Linked DNA regions of Anas platyrhynchos: region 2 is linked to region 1. A link is a contact called in public Hi-C data. All regions are on one chromosome and are shown on one strand. Each heading gives the region's core, a stretch centred on a gene start, on an enhancer-like site or on the middle of the called end of the contact. The rest is flanking DNA. Distances are from core to core; before and after follow the strand shown.

Region 1 (7,646 bases), core at 1,925-4,424:
GCCTAACATGATGTTTGCATGCAAGCTGCTGGATATTTCATTGCTGTTGAACCTGCATATATTTTTTTCAATTTGTGATGGTTGTTTATATGGTAGGGTGGCAACGTGCTGCCTCAATGTTGATGTTAAAGATTTATCTTATAAAGTACAACCGATCTCTGCATAATGCAGTCTGCAACTACAGTTCCTGTTAATCAGTGGCAGCTGAAGGTACTCATCTCAGTTTGCTAGATCAGTTCTCGTCTTTGCCTTAAATACAAAGCTGACTTTTTGCTTTATTTTGTGCACTGGAGTCTGAGGTCTGCGTGTCCACAGAGGCCGTAGCTTGATGATGGTTTCATTAATGCACGAGGGATGGTTCATCCTGATCATAACGACGCACTTGCATGGTGGCTTGCAAAATGGTTCTCCAGATGAGTCGGATCGAGGCGCGACTCAGACTGCAGTGTTACGCTGCTGTACAGGTGGGGAGAGCACTCAGTATTCTTTTACTATGCGTTGAAATATATCAGCAGAAAATTCTTTCCATTCTCCTGAAGTTTGATATGACAGAAGATTTATTTTATGAGCACAGAGGCTGGGTGTATCTGAAATTTTGTAATTTGTTGTTTTTAAATAATAAACGTTAAACAAGCAACCAGTTGTGACCGGTTAAGGTGGTGTAGATTTTTCAGTCTTAGTAGCCAACCTGTTTTTCTGAACCTGCTATGTTGTCATTTTCCTTTCAGTATTAATTAATAAAAATGTGAATTTAGTGATGTAAACTAACATTCTAGGCTCTTTTTATCAGTTTTATCATACTTTGGGTTGTGAATAAGTAACAGATATGAATAAAATCTCACTTTTGAGCCTGTCTTTCTTTCCTTAGATTACTAAGATTTTACCGTTAAACGTCATCCCTTTGTTGAATAACAGAAATGAAAATAGAACACTTCTAAATGCTGTCTGTGATCCCAGGAGCCACAGTTTTATTGGGACATAGGCCAGAGTCTGCGAATACAGACTTCATTAAGGCACTGCTGTGCCTAACTAATGTTTTTTTCCTAATTCACTTTTGTTTTCTTTTCAACCTGGATTCAAACTCTGAGTTACAGTTCTTGGCTGGTGTATACAGGTATTAATTTCCCTACAGATAGGTTAATTTTTTTTAGGGAAACATTAAGCAGCACCTTGGCTCTCAGAGAGAACAGGGCAGAACATACCAATGGTATTAATAAGCCCCTTTCCCCCCACCTTTTTTATAAGGAAGAGTCTTTGTAGATTAATGATACCAAGCACACTACTGTAAAATGCAAGGCCATGTTTGCCTCCTACAGAGCATTTGTAATTAAATTTTTTAATCGAGTTAAAACCTCACATGGTAACAGGATAAGCTTTTCTATCATGATGGGAAGAACTCACATAAAACTATTGAGTAACCTAGTAGCCTAACTGCAAGTTAAACAGATTATTTGTGCATTTTAAACTTGGTTGTTCCCTGGAAAAATGAATTCATTTTTACTCAGAACTGAAAATTCCGTCCTTCTAGTGCACATTTTTTTCTCTGATTTGAACTTAATTCAGGTAATTGAGAGCAGAGACACCAGTTCTAAATACAAACTGAATATATGGACTTGCAACTCTGATTCAAAGGCTCATTTAGTAAAGCCAGCTGATACCAGTATTTAAACACGGTAAATACTCATGTATCAGTTGGACTGATGATTGACATCACTCAGCTTACTGTTCTCTACAGCTTTTATGGCTCTTTTTGGATATTAAATATTATTTAATATTTTGAATGTTAAAGAGTATTTCCCTGCAGCTAACCTGACAGACCAGTTGGATTGTTGGTTTTTCAGATTTCTCAGAACCAAGATGAACTGAATGGAGATCTTTATTGTAAGAGAGGTGCATGCAGTTTCAGAACAAGCTCAAATCTGATCCAAGTTTGCGGTGTGTGAATTGATTCAGCAGGAAAGGAAGAGTCCTTGTTGGAAAATCTGTTTTTGGGATGTATTTTTCAGGTGCTGCCTCATCACGTGCTGGGCATTGTTTTTAAGACGAAAGAGGTGTTCCTTTCCACTTGACACAACACACCTAAAGAGTGCAGCGAATGTGTTACTTTAAAACATCAACGTACGCTGAAGGGGGTATAAACCTGCAGATAATGGAAATTCAATGCCAGTCTTGCGGCTGAGAGCCATGCAAAGATTCCTCTGAAAACTACACAGAGCTCCAACCTGGTGGGGTCAACTCTGGGGAAAGTTTCTTGCCCTTTGGAGGGCAGCCGGGCTGCCTTGTTAATTCTGAGCGAGTTTGAGGGGTTTCTGCTACAAGTACTTAGGGATGTGCACACACACACGTGTACAAGGAGCTTCTGCAGCATCTTGATGCAGCTTTGTGTTCAGGTACTGAAGCATTATCAATGTGCCTGGCGATGTACGGGGATGGAAATAAATGATCCCTGCTGGAAGCCCTCAGGCCCTGGCATCAGCCACAAAAGAACGAGCAGAGCTTTGGGCAGGTTGTTCAATGAGGACTTGAAAGGAAGTGTGGGGACTTAGAAGGACTTGCTGTAGGTTTCCAGTCAAACATCTTTCTTTCAAGAGGGGAATAGAAAGAAGGGGAACACTGGAAAGAAAAATGTTAAGTGCAGGACAGGGAGAAGGAATTTTGTATTTGCCTTCTTTAGCTGGAGGCAGTGATTGCTCACGCGCTATCCAATATCTTCACATCTCTCTGGAGCTGTGAGTTCTTGTCCGGGTGATGCGGGTGCATGCTTGTACGTGGGGGAAGCAGTCTCAGATGTTTGTGCCGGGCTGGTGTTTTTTTTCAGTGCCGTAAGAAAACAAGTAGCCTTTAAGACTCTTAGCTAAATATAGTAGTCTCTGGAGATTAATCCTTAATGTCGCAGATAAATAAAGAAGTTCTTATCTGATTAGCTGGAGCAGGAGGGACTCGTGCTCTGCGCTCCTGGGGAGGCCACATGCAAAGTACTCCAGGGATTAGGGCTGAGGGCAGCCGCTCCTTAGAGGTCTGAGCAGCTTGGTGTCCTCTGCGTGGTGTGACAGTGCTGCTGAGTGCCTCGGAGGGACACACAGCTGCCGTCCCGCTCAGCGCTCACTCACACCAACGTGATGCAGGGGAAGGGAAGGAAATGAGGGTTGGGAATCTGGCGAACCTACCCTAAAGCAATAATCCTGGGCTGTCCGTCCCAAGTGTCTGTGAGAGCAGCTCTAGGAAGCAGGAGTCCCACAGTGTGTGCTGAGGGATGTGGCAGAGCTCACCTCGCTAGCTTTCCTCCAGTTCTCATGGAAGCTGTGATGCCTCGCAATGGCAGCCAACTGATTCATTCTTCATTCATTTTTCAGGGTAATTCTGCTGCTAATGCTTTGTTTCTGTAGTAAATTTTCTAGTAAAAACTTCCTAGTCCCTTATCAGTTACCTTTCTCTGACTTGAGTTGCCTGCAGCTCTTGCTTTTCACCCTTAAATTGGATGCAGTCGCCAACCCTTGCAGCATTACCTTTTGCTTTTCTGAAGTTACTAGTCCACTGCTGATTTTCGCCAGCAGCCTGTCCCTCTGCACCATTCTCTTTTCTTCCTTCTGGTGTTTTGTTTTCCTTCCAAATTTAGCGTACTTCCTAAAACTTTTTCTTAGGCTGGTTTCAAGCAGCAGCCTAAACCGCTTCTGATTTCCATTATGCTGTGGATGTTGCTTCTGCATTTGGGCAAGAAGAATTTTCTTCTGTGTGTTTCATGTTCTTCAAAGGGCAGCCAAAGGGAGGTGGTTGCACACCGATGGGCAGCAGAACCCCACCACAGCCCGTCTCTCCTTGCCCCTCAAAAGAAGAGGGAGAGAAAATATGTTGGAAAAGGGCTCAAGGGCCAAGATAAGGACAAGGAGATTGCTCACCACTTACTGTCATGGGCAAAACACTCAGTGTAAAGGAGCTGCAGCGTGGAGATCTGCTCCATGTGGGACCCATGGGCTGCAGGGGGACAGCCTGCTCCACCAGGGGCCTCTCCACAGGCCGCAGGGGAACTGCTGCTGCCTGCCTGGAGCACCTCCTGCCCTCCTGCTGCACTCACCTGGGGGCTGCAGGGCTGCTGCTCTCTCAGCTCTCACCCCTCTCTCCCAGCTGCCGTAGCTCACCAGATTTTTCCCCCCTTTCTCAATCTGCTCTCCCAGAGGTGCAAACATTGTTCATGGCTCGGCTCTGACGCGGGGCAGTTTCTGGATTCTTCTCACAGAGGCCACCCCTGCAGCCCCCACTACCAAAACCTCGCCACATAAACCCAATACACATGTGAAGTGCTATGCTTCGGTTTCTAATTTGAAATACTGACATACACTCAGCTTTCCATTATTTATAAATGTCAGTGGTTCCTGGGAGCATTTGGAGTTTACTCAAAATCTATGGCTCCTGCTGGTTGCCTCATTGCTTCTCTCGGTGATGGATCGCTGGCTTCCTTCCACTGTTGAAAATCACCACTGTGACATATCACAAACCTTTTTTTTACAAAGATACCCAAGATCGCCTTCTTTGTACCCACCTAACTTACATAAGACAAATTCTTATCTGAAAAATAAAGTTGTATTTTATCTCATCCTCCGTATTCTCTTCAAAACCCCTAGCGGCTGTCAAGTCACCCTTTGCTTTTTAAATGATTTAAGAGCCATCTCCATTCTTTAAGTTGACATAATCTGTCTGGAAAACTGAATTTAGGCCTACCACATGCTCCAAGTGAAGGGCATTCCACCCCTCTCCTCTGCTGCCCCTCCTGACCTATATTCCTCGATACGTTTCTAGAATTTGTATGAATTATTTATACGGCTTGATAGATTTACTTCATTCTTTGCTGAAAGAGATAATAAATCCTCACTTTGGGGATTTCTAAATCTTGTTAAAATACACCAAATTGGGAGGCAGCTGCTAACAGCTACGGTTGTTTGCGATGAGACACGGAGGCTTGTCTGGCTTTTCTTAGATGCTATAGGAAGAGAAAAAACATTGAAGTGCAGGATGCCTCAGTTAAACGGGGACAATAACACCATAAATTCAGGGTGTTCTTTCCTGTCTTAAATGGCAAATGGGAAAATAGAGATTTTAGGACCGAGATGGGGAAGAAGAGAAAGGCCAAGATCTTTCCTGTGCTAAAGAAGAGGTGAAGATATCTCAATGAATAATTGATGCCACGTTGTATTTGTTTTATCTCCACACCAAAATGCCCTCTGGATGGCGAGGCAAAGTTTTAACCTTCTCCCTGAAGGTCACCTTACATATTTTATTCTCTTCACCTCATCAGTTCCCGTATGTAATGACCTTTCCTTTCAATCCAGCCATCTGTGTGCTTCAGCCTTTATTTCTTTCATTGATCATACGAGGCGTGGGAGTACACACAGCACTGACACGCTGCTGGCCTTGCTACCCGATTAGGGCGAATAGATTAAGATGGCATTTAAATAGTAAATAGATCTTTTCTAAAATTCATGAATGCAGGAATTATTAAAAGGAGTGCAGTGAACCAGGGGTGTTTTCTGCTCGCAAAGTAAAGCACGGAAAATCAGGGTGGATGTTTAAGGAATGTGTGGGTAAAATGTACTTCCAAAGCACAGCTCAATTTTAAGGCTTCCAGGTGTGAGCTTTGCACGATTGCTGTAATTACCAGCCTGCTGCGGGCATTGCTTCTGTTTTGTTGGGCTGCAACCTATCTGTTTGCTAAATCCAGGGATACTCCAATGCTGCCCAGGAGATAGGGAGTGCAAAAAACTGTAGGCTCAAGAAGAGTAAATGCAATGGAAATGGAGAAGTATTGGAAGGTAAAAGCAAAGCTGACCCTGTAGGACACCTGACTTCTTGATGGGACAGAACCGAAGGTGTCAGGGCATCGTTTGTTTCTTAGAACAGAAGTTAAAAACAGGGATGTGGATTTGGGGGGTTCCATCTCTTCGGATATGTGGCACTGGGGACGGTCACACCTAACCACGCTTAATGCCTCGCGTTTTCTTGTTGGCGCCTAATTTAGACAGACGGATGGGTAAAAAGAGTCCTTGATAACATTAACGAGCTGGTCAGACCGTGTCTGTGTTCAGTGAACCTCACAGAGCGTGTCTGTAAATCCGAGCAGTGAGCACTGGTCAGCACTTCGGACATTTCAGGAGTTCTGCTTCATCCTGGTTTTAGTCTGGTTTGGTGAACAAAACCCAGAGAGGGCAATGTCTTAGGCTTAGCCTCACCTGGAAGGAGCTGAACTCATGCACTGCTCCATCACGTGAATTAAGGGATGGTGAGTGGGAACAAGCAGATTTGCTTCAGAAGCACTGGTGGCCCAAAATATTGGTATGGACAGTGCCCAAGAGCGGCTGTGATTAGTGCCTGACTGCCAAAGAGTTTTGCAGCTGTCCACACTTCCAGTACACGTTCACTCTTGTCCACTAATGCTGTCAGTCCTCAACACCTTATATCTCTAAGTCTGGGAGAGGCAGAAACCTGCATCTTCGCCCCCAGTGCCTCGTAAGGTGAAGCAGCGTTGCTGTCGTGCTTCTGAGGGCGATGTGGTGCAGCAGAGCTCTCCGGGGCACAGCGTGGCTGCCTGAGCAGGCGGCTTCCCCGGTGCTAATCCCAGAAAACGAGCCAAGTAGGATTAACGAGATAGTGAAAACCATCGTATGGCCATTACGTTTTTGAGTTTGGTTCAAATACGAGGCCAGATAATGAAGTAAGCCTGGAAATATCTGAGCGCGGTGTCACCAGCTACGAGCTCCCCGCTCGGTGAGGTGCTGACAGAGCTGGGAGGGGAGCGAGGGTTTGGCTCCCACTGCAGCTGGGAGAGGGCCCTGGCAGCCCCTGCCCTGCTGGAGCCTGCCCAGCACCTGGGAAAATGATGAATGTGGGCTTCATTCACTTCTTTGCGTCAGGATATTCAATCCTTAGCTTGATGGAGAAGGGAAGTGTGAGTGGAGATCTTCCCCTTGAGCGTGATGGACCCGCACCAGGCTTCTGCCTTCATCGCATTGCACCAGGAGCCTCAAAATCTGGTGTCAGAACTGGGTGCTGCTGTGATGCTTCTGTCCCCTGCAAACCTTGACACCAGAGAAGAGGAGCGGTATTTCTGTAGAAAGATGCTGACCTCCAGTGGACAAAAGGGGCAAGCCGAGGAGTTTCTTCTAATTAAGATTTAGCCACATGAGAACCCAGCCAAGAGATGGAGATTCACACAGCTCACTGCTCCCCAAACTCTTAAAGCCTGTATTTAATTCTACTGCACAGTCACAGAGTAAATGTTCCCGTGTAACTTGGTAAGGTTTCAGTTTCTTTTTTTTTTTTTTTTCCCCACAAATTAGTTGTGCAGACTGCATTTGTGCAGCAGGTTTCACCATCAGACTTCTGATGTCCATACCAGAGCCTAAAATGCCCAGCACAGACGACCTTGGTGGTCCCTCCCCAGCCTGGTTTGGGAGAAGCGCTGAGGATTTTGCCATGCTCACAGAGCTCCTAATGCCAGCCGTGGGTCCTGTCACTGTCTCCACCACCATTATGAGGAGGACAAAGCAAAGGCTTCCCGGTCTCCACGGGAAGAGCCTGTAGGAAGCACCCTCACCCGTGTTCCTGACCACACACTGTTAGGGGAGAAGCCAGCTAGCTGGGATTTGGGATTTGCT
Region 2 (7,646 bases), core at 1,536-4,035, 90 kb before region 1:
AAATGAGGGTGACTGCCCCCACTGGTGCAGGTAGAGCACACATGTGAAGCTCCTGCATCAGCGAACAGAAAGAAGAAGGACCCATTGAAACCCACGCAGATATAAGAAATCTGAAATCCAGCATGCATGGACTTTTGCATTGATCTTATTAGATAAAGAATAATTTTCACAGATGTTTTTCACCCAAAGATATTGCATTTCTTTTCACAAAAATACCTTCTTTTTAATTTCCAGGTGAATATCCATTGAGACTCTCTCTTTTCTGCCAAAAAAATAAAAAATATGGTAGTTGACAAACTTCTACCCAGAAACAAAAGGGAATGTGAAGTCAATACTTTTTCACCAAGCTGCAGTGTTCAGATCGAATTCCCCTCTCCAGCTGTGCCCTTGGCCCAGTTAAGGAATGATGGGAGCTGCTCAATAGTCTGTCGGCTGGACTGGGGCTCCAGTGACCCAGGACTTCATCTCATGTCCATGAGGAAACAGTTAGCACAACACTTGCTTGATAACCATGGAGTTCACAGGGGCTTAAATCCATCCCCACCTTGTCTGCCACGGCCAAGCCTGGTCCAGGTTCTCCTTTACTGGCATGATCAGACTTCATTGATCAGATGTTAGGGCTATTGTTAAGGAAGAACAAAACGTAGCTCCTTCTGGGAGTGAAGCAGTGTTTGGCCAAGTTTTGAAATGTGATGTGTTTTTTTTTTGGTTGCTTGAAAACCCCACCCTAAAATACAGAGGAGAATGCTGGGACAAATGTTCTCAGTATCCATGGAAAGCCTCATGAAGATGATCAGAAGAATCACTTCAAAAGCTCATTTGGGATACAAATCAAAACAGTAATGTAGAAAATAAATGTCCACTTTAAGAGGAGTAAAGCTGTCCACAAGAGCCAGAGACTGCCTTGACCGTAAGGGCAGAACAGGCAGGTTGCTCACAGACAGATCCTTGTAGGGAACACCCAAATGTCCCCTTGTTTAGCTGTGTCATAGCACGCACCTGAGCCCAGCTGTGTTTTCAACTCAACCCACAACTTTCACACGGAATACACTGAACAAGTCTGGCTATGTCTGCACTGATGCAAGACCAGAACCAAAGACAGTCTCCAAACCCTCTGAATACACCATGGAGGGCCTGTGCAAGGTCACTGGAGTCCTTCCAGATGAGCTGAGACCTCTGGGATATTTTTCGTTTTCCCTGTGCTCCTCATTTTCCCCTGGGAGAGGACATTGTTCTAAATGAAGCTGTTTGAGCCTTTCACAGCCCAAAACTGTGGCTGTGATCTGTACAATAACCCCCCTTGTCTCCCATAGATAGTGCCAGCTTCTCTTATTGTTGTCTGCATGGAGACAGTCATAAAGGTGCAAATTTCTCTGTGTCCTGAGGGAAACACAGGCCAGTCACGAGGGTACCACCATTTTGAGGAGGAGGCCACAGGTTTCACAGTGACTGAACAACAGCCATGTCAGGCTCTTGTTCAGCTGTAACAGCAGCTGTCTGACAACCAAGTGACCATCCCCAGCTCTGTTTGAGCTTTAGCTTCACTTTGTGCAAATGGGTACCACGTCCTACATGTGAGATACTCCCACCACTAACAGAGGAATACCAAGTGCTGCGTGAACTCCCCCTGACCCCAGATGCTGCTGCTTTGCTGCACAGCTATTTCACTCTGTGTTTGTGCAGGGTGTTTGTCTCCGTAGCAAATGCAATGCAGAGTTGGCCCCTAAAAGGCAGTTTAGGTCAGTGATAGAAAAGTTTGTGTTTAAATGTTCTTGCAGACAAAGGCAAACCAAGAAGACTCCCTGGAGTCCATTAATTAACAGCATTATGTCATCTATGAAAGTGCAGTAGATCAACACTGTGCAAGTTTTCTCTCACCGTTAGAGTGTCAGAGCACTGTGGTTTTGCTTTGGATAAAGAAAAATGTCTTTCTAGGGTTGCTGTCTGTTAATAAGGGCTCTGCTAGCACACAAAATTGGGCGAGCTAATTATTCATGCCTTTTGTTTGAAAGTTTATGTAACGAGCAAGTCAGAGTTTCTTTTCAGAGCGTTTCAATGGTATCTCTTCAAGAGGTCAGGGGAGGAAACTTGAGATAATAGAGCAAAAACAAATCAGATTCTGCTGCTTTCAAGTGCATCCAGGGGTTACAGTAGCTTGAGTGTGATTTGGAAACTGAAGGCTTTCTCAGTGGCCTGAAACTGGTGTAGTGAAAGAGGCAAAGATACAGGAGGGAGCTTGTGAATAGAAACAATAGGTGCTGCAGTGGCAGCTGATAATATCTTTGCAGAATTAGGACCTGATTCTTCCTGGCGCTCGAAGCTGGGTTGTGCTGCAGAAGCTGTTTTATGTATTTATTCACCTAGGGTTACAGCCTTGCTGATGAACAGTCTTTCCCTCTAGCTGCATCAAGGCGTATAATACACCACGTAGCCCATGTAGCTTCTTTCTTTTTCTAGCATAGGAGTAAACATATGAATGCTTTTAAACTGTGGATGTAATGTTCAGACTAAGAGCGGGGAGGGAATTTCACAGCCATTAGCTGACCTATGGAAATCAAAGTAGTGAAACTTACACAGGCACTCAAAGCCTGCAATTTTCTGAGCTGCATGTTATCTGAGGAAATCCATACACATTTACTGTGGAGGTGTCAGTCAGGAAACTCATTGTGTCTTTGAAAACCAACCTTTTCAAAACATGACTGTTTCTCTCTGATGACTGTGCAGAGAACTGGGGCACAGTTGTGTGGTACAACTGAGCTGCTGCGATACCTCGCCGCCACTGCAACAACTCCCTGCTCCACTTCTGCCTCTTCCCCACTGCCCTGTCCTCCACAAGGGTCGTTGTCTCCATCCTTCCCTGCAGGCTCGTCTGTCCCCTTTTAGAGTCAGTTCAACCCACTGGGGCAGCAGAAAAACATCCACTGCTTGCTTAGCCTGCGAAGACTGACTTCAGAGACTGGAGAACAGGGGGAGCTGGGCCCTGCATGCCTGACCCATTTCCTACTGTCATGTTCAGCCCAAGTGACCTAGAGATTTCACCCTGAGGTGTTAGCCAAAGCTGGCCCATGTTTATTCGACTGGGTTATTTTTCCTCCATGGTAATGCTTTCCAGCCACAGCCCATTGATAGTATTTGGTCTGCTTCATGCTATCAGAGATAAACAAGACCTTCAGAAGCTCTGCTCGGCTGGTTGTGACATTGGCTGGAAGGGAGGAGAAATAAAATAAGACAATATTTAAGTGGATATATGAGTTCCAAACATTCAGTAATTCACATGAGCTTCACAACATATTTTTTTCTGTGATCAATTACAGGTGAAGTACATAACAGCAATGTGTTATGTTACCTTGACCAGAGACCAGAGAAGAAATGGTCCGTAGGTATTTAACTAGTTTTCATCTCCAGCCTAAAACCTAGATGCTCAGCATTTGCCTTTGCATCTCTGTCTTCATTTCTAAGGTCTATAAAGCAGATCTGTGCAGGGGAAGAGGTTTTCTCTTTCTGTATGGAAAGGGATGACACCTGGATGGTGGGATGGTACTCAAGGCCTTCAGCCATTGCTACTAGGAGTGGCAAAGATAGGTAGGTACAAGAGCAAATAGAGACACATTGTGTTGTAGGGCTGAGATTAAAAACTGTATTTATGCTTTGCTGGTAACTTAATTTGCAACCTTCTAACAAAAACCTGACCTTTATCTTGCTGGGTAAGTGTTGCTTTGTCCTACCTGCAGTGTCTGTGTTGACTTTTGAGGAGGGCTCAGATGAGGCTGGCAAGGCGAGGCAGAGGTGCTAATCTGCAGGAATCACAAAGATTTGATAAAGTCGATGGCAGTTGTTAGGGAGCCTTTACCCGGAGAGACTGACTGGATCCCAAAACATCTGCTAAGAACTATTCTTAGGTCTGCTATCTCTTAATGCTGAGTGCTCATGGAAAACTGTCCTTTTCAGGCAGAAGTAAGTCTCTTTCCCAGCCTCTTTTCTCCTCCTAGGAATAAGCAGCTGCAATGTCTCCTATCATTAGCAGCAAACCTGAAGTATCACGGTCTAATCACATCACCCCGTGCTCTGAGTCATGCTCCCACAAGACAGGAGCCTTGTGAAGCAAAGTCTTCTGAAACCTATCTAAAGTGCAGCCTGACTTCAGAAATTTGCATGATCTGAGTGTCAGGCTGTGTTTCCCTGATACCTATTGTTTCATCTGAGAGCTACAATCTCTATTCAGGTGGGAGGTGGAAATCCCTGCTCGCTGGTCACCAGAAGGAGACCAGCATGTAGCCAGCCACACAAAGAGGAAGGTGAGGAGAGGGATAATTCTGGAACCATTTGATTATGCTTTTGGTTCATGCAGGTTTTGTGATGCCTGCTGCATTTCCTTGCTGCTGTAAAGCTCTTTCCTAACGGAGGAAGGATTGGCAATAGCCAGAACATAAAGCCTGCAAAAACAGACCTTGCTGCCCACAGATGCCTGATACATGTTGGGCAGCATGTGCCACAAAGCCACAAAAAATACAGACACCGTCTCCTGAAGAAACCAAAACAAATGTTCTATTCTGGGATATGCTAGAAGTACAATGAAGCATATTGCATTTATTAAATGACTTTGAGATGTAAATATGAATAATAAAAAGGAAAAAAATCACACAGAGAAAGCTTATTACTTCTGTTATATTGCAATGAGTTAGGACATGGGTAACACTTTGCTAGATTTACTCTTGACCAGTCATACAAAAATTACTGACAGAGGCTATTGCTTTCTTTAAGAAGAAATTGTAAAGCAGAACAAGCATTTTCTGCTACGAGATTTTTAAAGAAATCTTGCAAATCACAGTCTTGTACTGGCTTCTCTCCTTTGTGCTCTTGAATTTCTCAGTCTGGCAGAACAAGATGACAATGCATTTTGAAAAACAGTTTGAGCCAAAGAATTGCACTGAAAACACAACTTTTTTCCAAATCTAACTATCTAATATGCATTTTTATTTAAAACTACATACGATGATCTATCCGGATAAGCATTTGAATAATTTTGTATCAGTTAACTATGAGCTATCTTTAATTATATCATCTCTGTATTTAACAGTTAGTCATCAAATTAGCTTTATAACATCTTTCCAAACTTGTTCTTGAAAATTAAACACAAATTTACAAATGTCATATCCAGCAACCTGACTGCCAAGTCTAAGTTTATTCTACTTAAAGAAATTAGCAAATCACAAGTCTCTGTTGGCCTGCTGTTCAATTAAGTTGTGCTATTCAATGGTGTATATATATATATATATATATATATATATATATATATATATATATATATATATATATATATAAAGTAAATAATTCATACTTCTGTTTTACCAACTGAAGCAGATTCTACCATAGTGGCTTATCAGGAGCCCTGTTCCAGACTTAGAAAAAATGTTTATCAGATGAGCAAAGGTGGTGTCGGGGAGTACAGTCCAGTATCTACCAGTCCGGATCAGAGTTCTCCGTGAAGTCAGATGAGAGGTACCAGCTGCATGACCTCCTCTTTCCCCTGATACCAAAAGGAGAAGACAGACATGGGATAAAAGACAGTAGATTTGGGGTTACATTATAGAGTCTCTTTACAAACCCAGAGGATAAAATCATATTTTAGGGTAAAACACAGACTATTTAGAAAGGAAACAATATATTTTCATAGCACAAGAAAATGAGGCAGTGAATATTATTACTCTAGAGAAAAGGTATATCCTAGCTCGGGAAAAGAAGGAGCATGGAAGAGGAAAAACTAACTATTTGAGTGTAACACTCTTGTTGACATGTTGGGTACTGATGCAATCCAGAAGGACAGGAATAATCTGGGAGCCAAATACAATGTCACAGGTCCTGAACAATTGCCTATTGTCCGTGAATAACAACTTCGCAGCAGAGCTGAGTGCTCCCCCTTCCTCAGGAGGCCTTTCAGGACATAAAACAATGTTTCTGGATGGAGTCATTGATAGGAAAACTCAGCAAGACCAATATCACAAATCACAATAAATTAAAAGAACCCCACCCTTGTGTTTGGCAAATCAGCATCCCGTGTGGATTGGACCAATATCGTAATTAGAAGCAGACCTCAGCCTCTAGTCCCAAGAAACAGCAAACACGTCTGCTTTGAATCCTGCCTGCAAGGTTGTGTGCGGTGATCATCTTCGCATATCCCCATCCCTCCTTAGAGGGAAGAGGTGATGCATATTTGCCTGAGAAAGCAATAAAGTGCAAATCCTCCAGTGGAGAAATGGCCTGCTGTTGTGCGAGGGTACACTTCCCAAGCTCATTCGGTGCTGACACAGATTACATGCCCTCAGCTGAGCCTGAGACTGCTTTGGGTAAAGCCCATCCATTTAATCCAAATCATCTTCAGACAGTTTGATCAGGAAAAAGCTCTGAGATCTGGAATGGAAAAGTACATTTTGAAACAATAAATTACAGATCTCTGTTTTGCTTGCTAAAGCTATTTATATAGCCACTCGAAAGATGGCATACAACAGGTTTGAGTCACTGCTGAACAGCTGAATTATAAAATTACTAATCTCGGGTCTAATTGCACTGAGGGTTTATTATGTCAAATTTTATTAGACATGTGTGGCTTATTTGTTCCCTGATACAAACAAAAATGACTTTTCCTGGCACTACCCACCCCTACCTTGTGCTTACCGCCGCTAGGGACTTAAAAAATAACTGCAGTAATAAAATTTTAAATATTCTTACTGTAATCTCTTGCTTGAGGGGCTAATGCTGCTAAACACGGAAGGCTTTGTAAAGCATTGTGTGTAATGAAGGATGATCTACAAGGAAAGAATTGAAGTAACAATACCATTATCACAAATTGCAAACCTCTTCAGAGTCATGTTTGGCAGTAAATTGTAGGCTGTCTGCAACTTCCTTTCTGCAGCTGTGAGATGTTTACTATTTGAACACACAACCTTAAATTAGAGGGCAGAGAGGAAGATGGGAAGCACAACTAAAATGCATGCACATCGTAAAGGCCTATATACTGTGTGTAGAGGATGGCTCCTTGTCCCCGGTGACTGTCCTTCCCTCATTCAAATTCCCCTTTAACTCTCTTCTTCTGCAAAGGATTTAGGTGCTAATCTGCCAATAAAAAATTAAAAAAAAAAAAAACAACTTGTTAATAATTACATTTTTCCAAAAGCAACCTGAAAAAAAATATGCAGCAGACAAATTCGGCATCCTTTTCTCCAGAGGGTACTGTATCTCTCAGAGACATTCTGTCATTTCATTTGCCATTATCCTCTCCAATTTGTCTGTAGCCTGACATTTTTATATTGCTGGACTTTCAGAGGCACTGAATTCCCACTGAAGCTCCTGCTATTGAGGCAGACTCGCAGGTAGAAGCTTTGGAAATCCAGTGGATTATCTAGGTGTTTATGGAAGGAGATGCTGGAATTCTGTTTCCCAAATTCATCCATTTCAGCTAAGATTTGGAAATATCTAAGCAAATGTTGGTAGTGCTTAAATAATCAGGGAAAAAAAAAATCTCCAAGTAATGTGGTTAGTATTACAGGGAGGAGTAGTCTGAGGAGTGTGGGGTAGTTTTATTCAGCCTGTACTTCAGTCTAGATGCTCAAATCCCTTTGAAGCCCCAGGTCACTGCCTTCATTTCTTGG

Evidence for each region. A called contact is a pair of places that touch in the nucleus more often than the background predicts.
Region 2: a contact with region 1 is called in a Hi-C map of liver, with 1.6 times the contacts expected there. The contact joins two enhancer-like sites. A contact is called at or near these places in 3 of 8 Hi-C or Micro-C datasets (F1 follicle, liver and skeletal muscle).

What each region holds. Positions count from the first base shown.
Region 1 is chr1:186,038,154-186,045,799 of IASCAAS_PekinDuck_T2T, reverse strand. It overlaps WASF3 (WASP family member 3), which reads left to right. Exons shown (of 11, transcript XM_027469517.3): 11 at 1-848. Among named protein-coding and RNA genes, the nearest start is that of GPR12, 29 kb to the right of the region's middle. Within about 2 kb of position 3,174, at least 1 of the 8 cell types and tissues checked has an H3K27ac peak or open chromatin away from gene starts, as enhancers often do.
Region 2 is chr1:186,127,885-186,135,530 of IASCAAS_PekinDuck_T2T, reverse strand. No RefSeq gene overlaps it. Among named protein-coding and RNA genes, the nearest start is that of WASF3, 21 kb to the right of the region's middle. Within about 2 kb of position 2,785, at least 4 of the 8 cell types and tissues checked have an H3K27ac peak or open chromatin away from gene starts, as enhancers often do.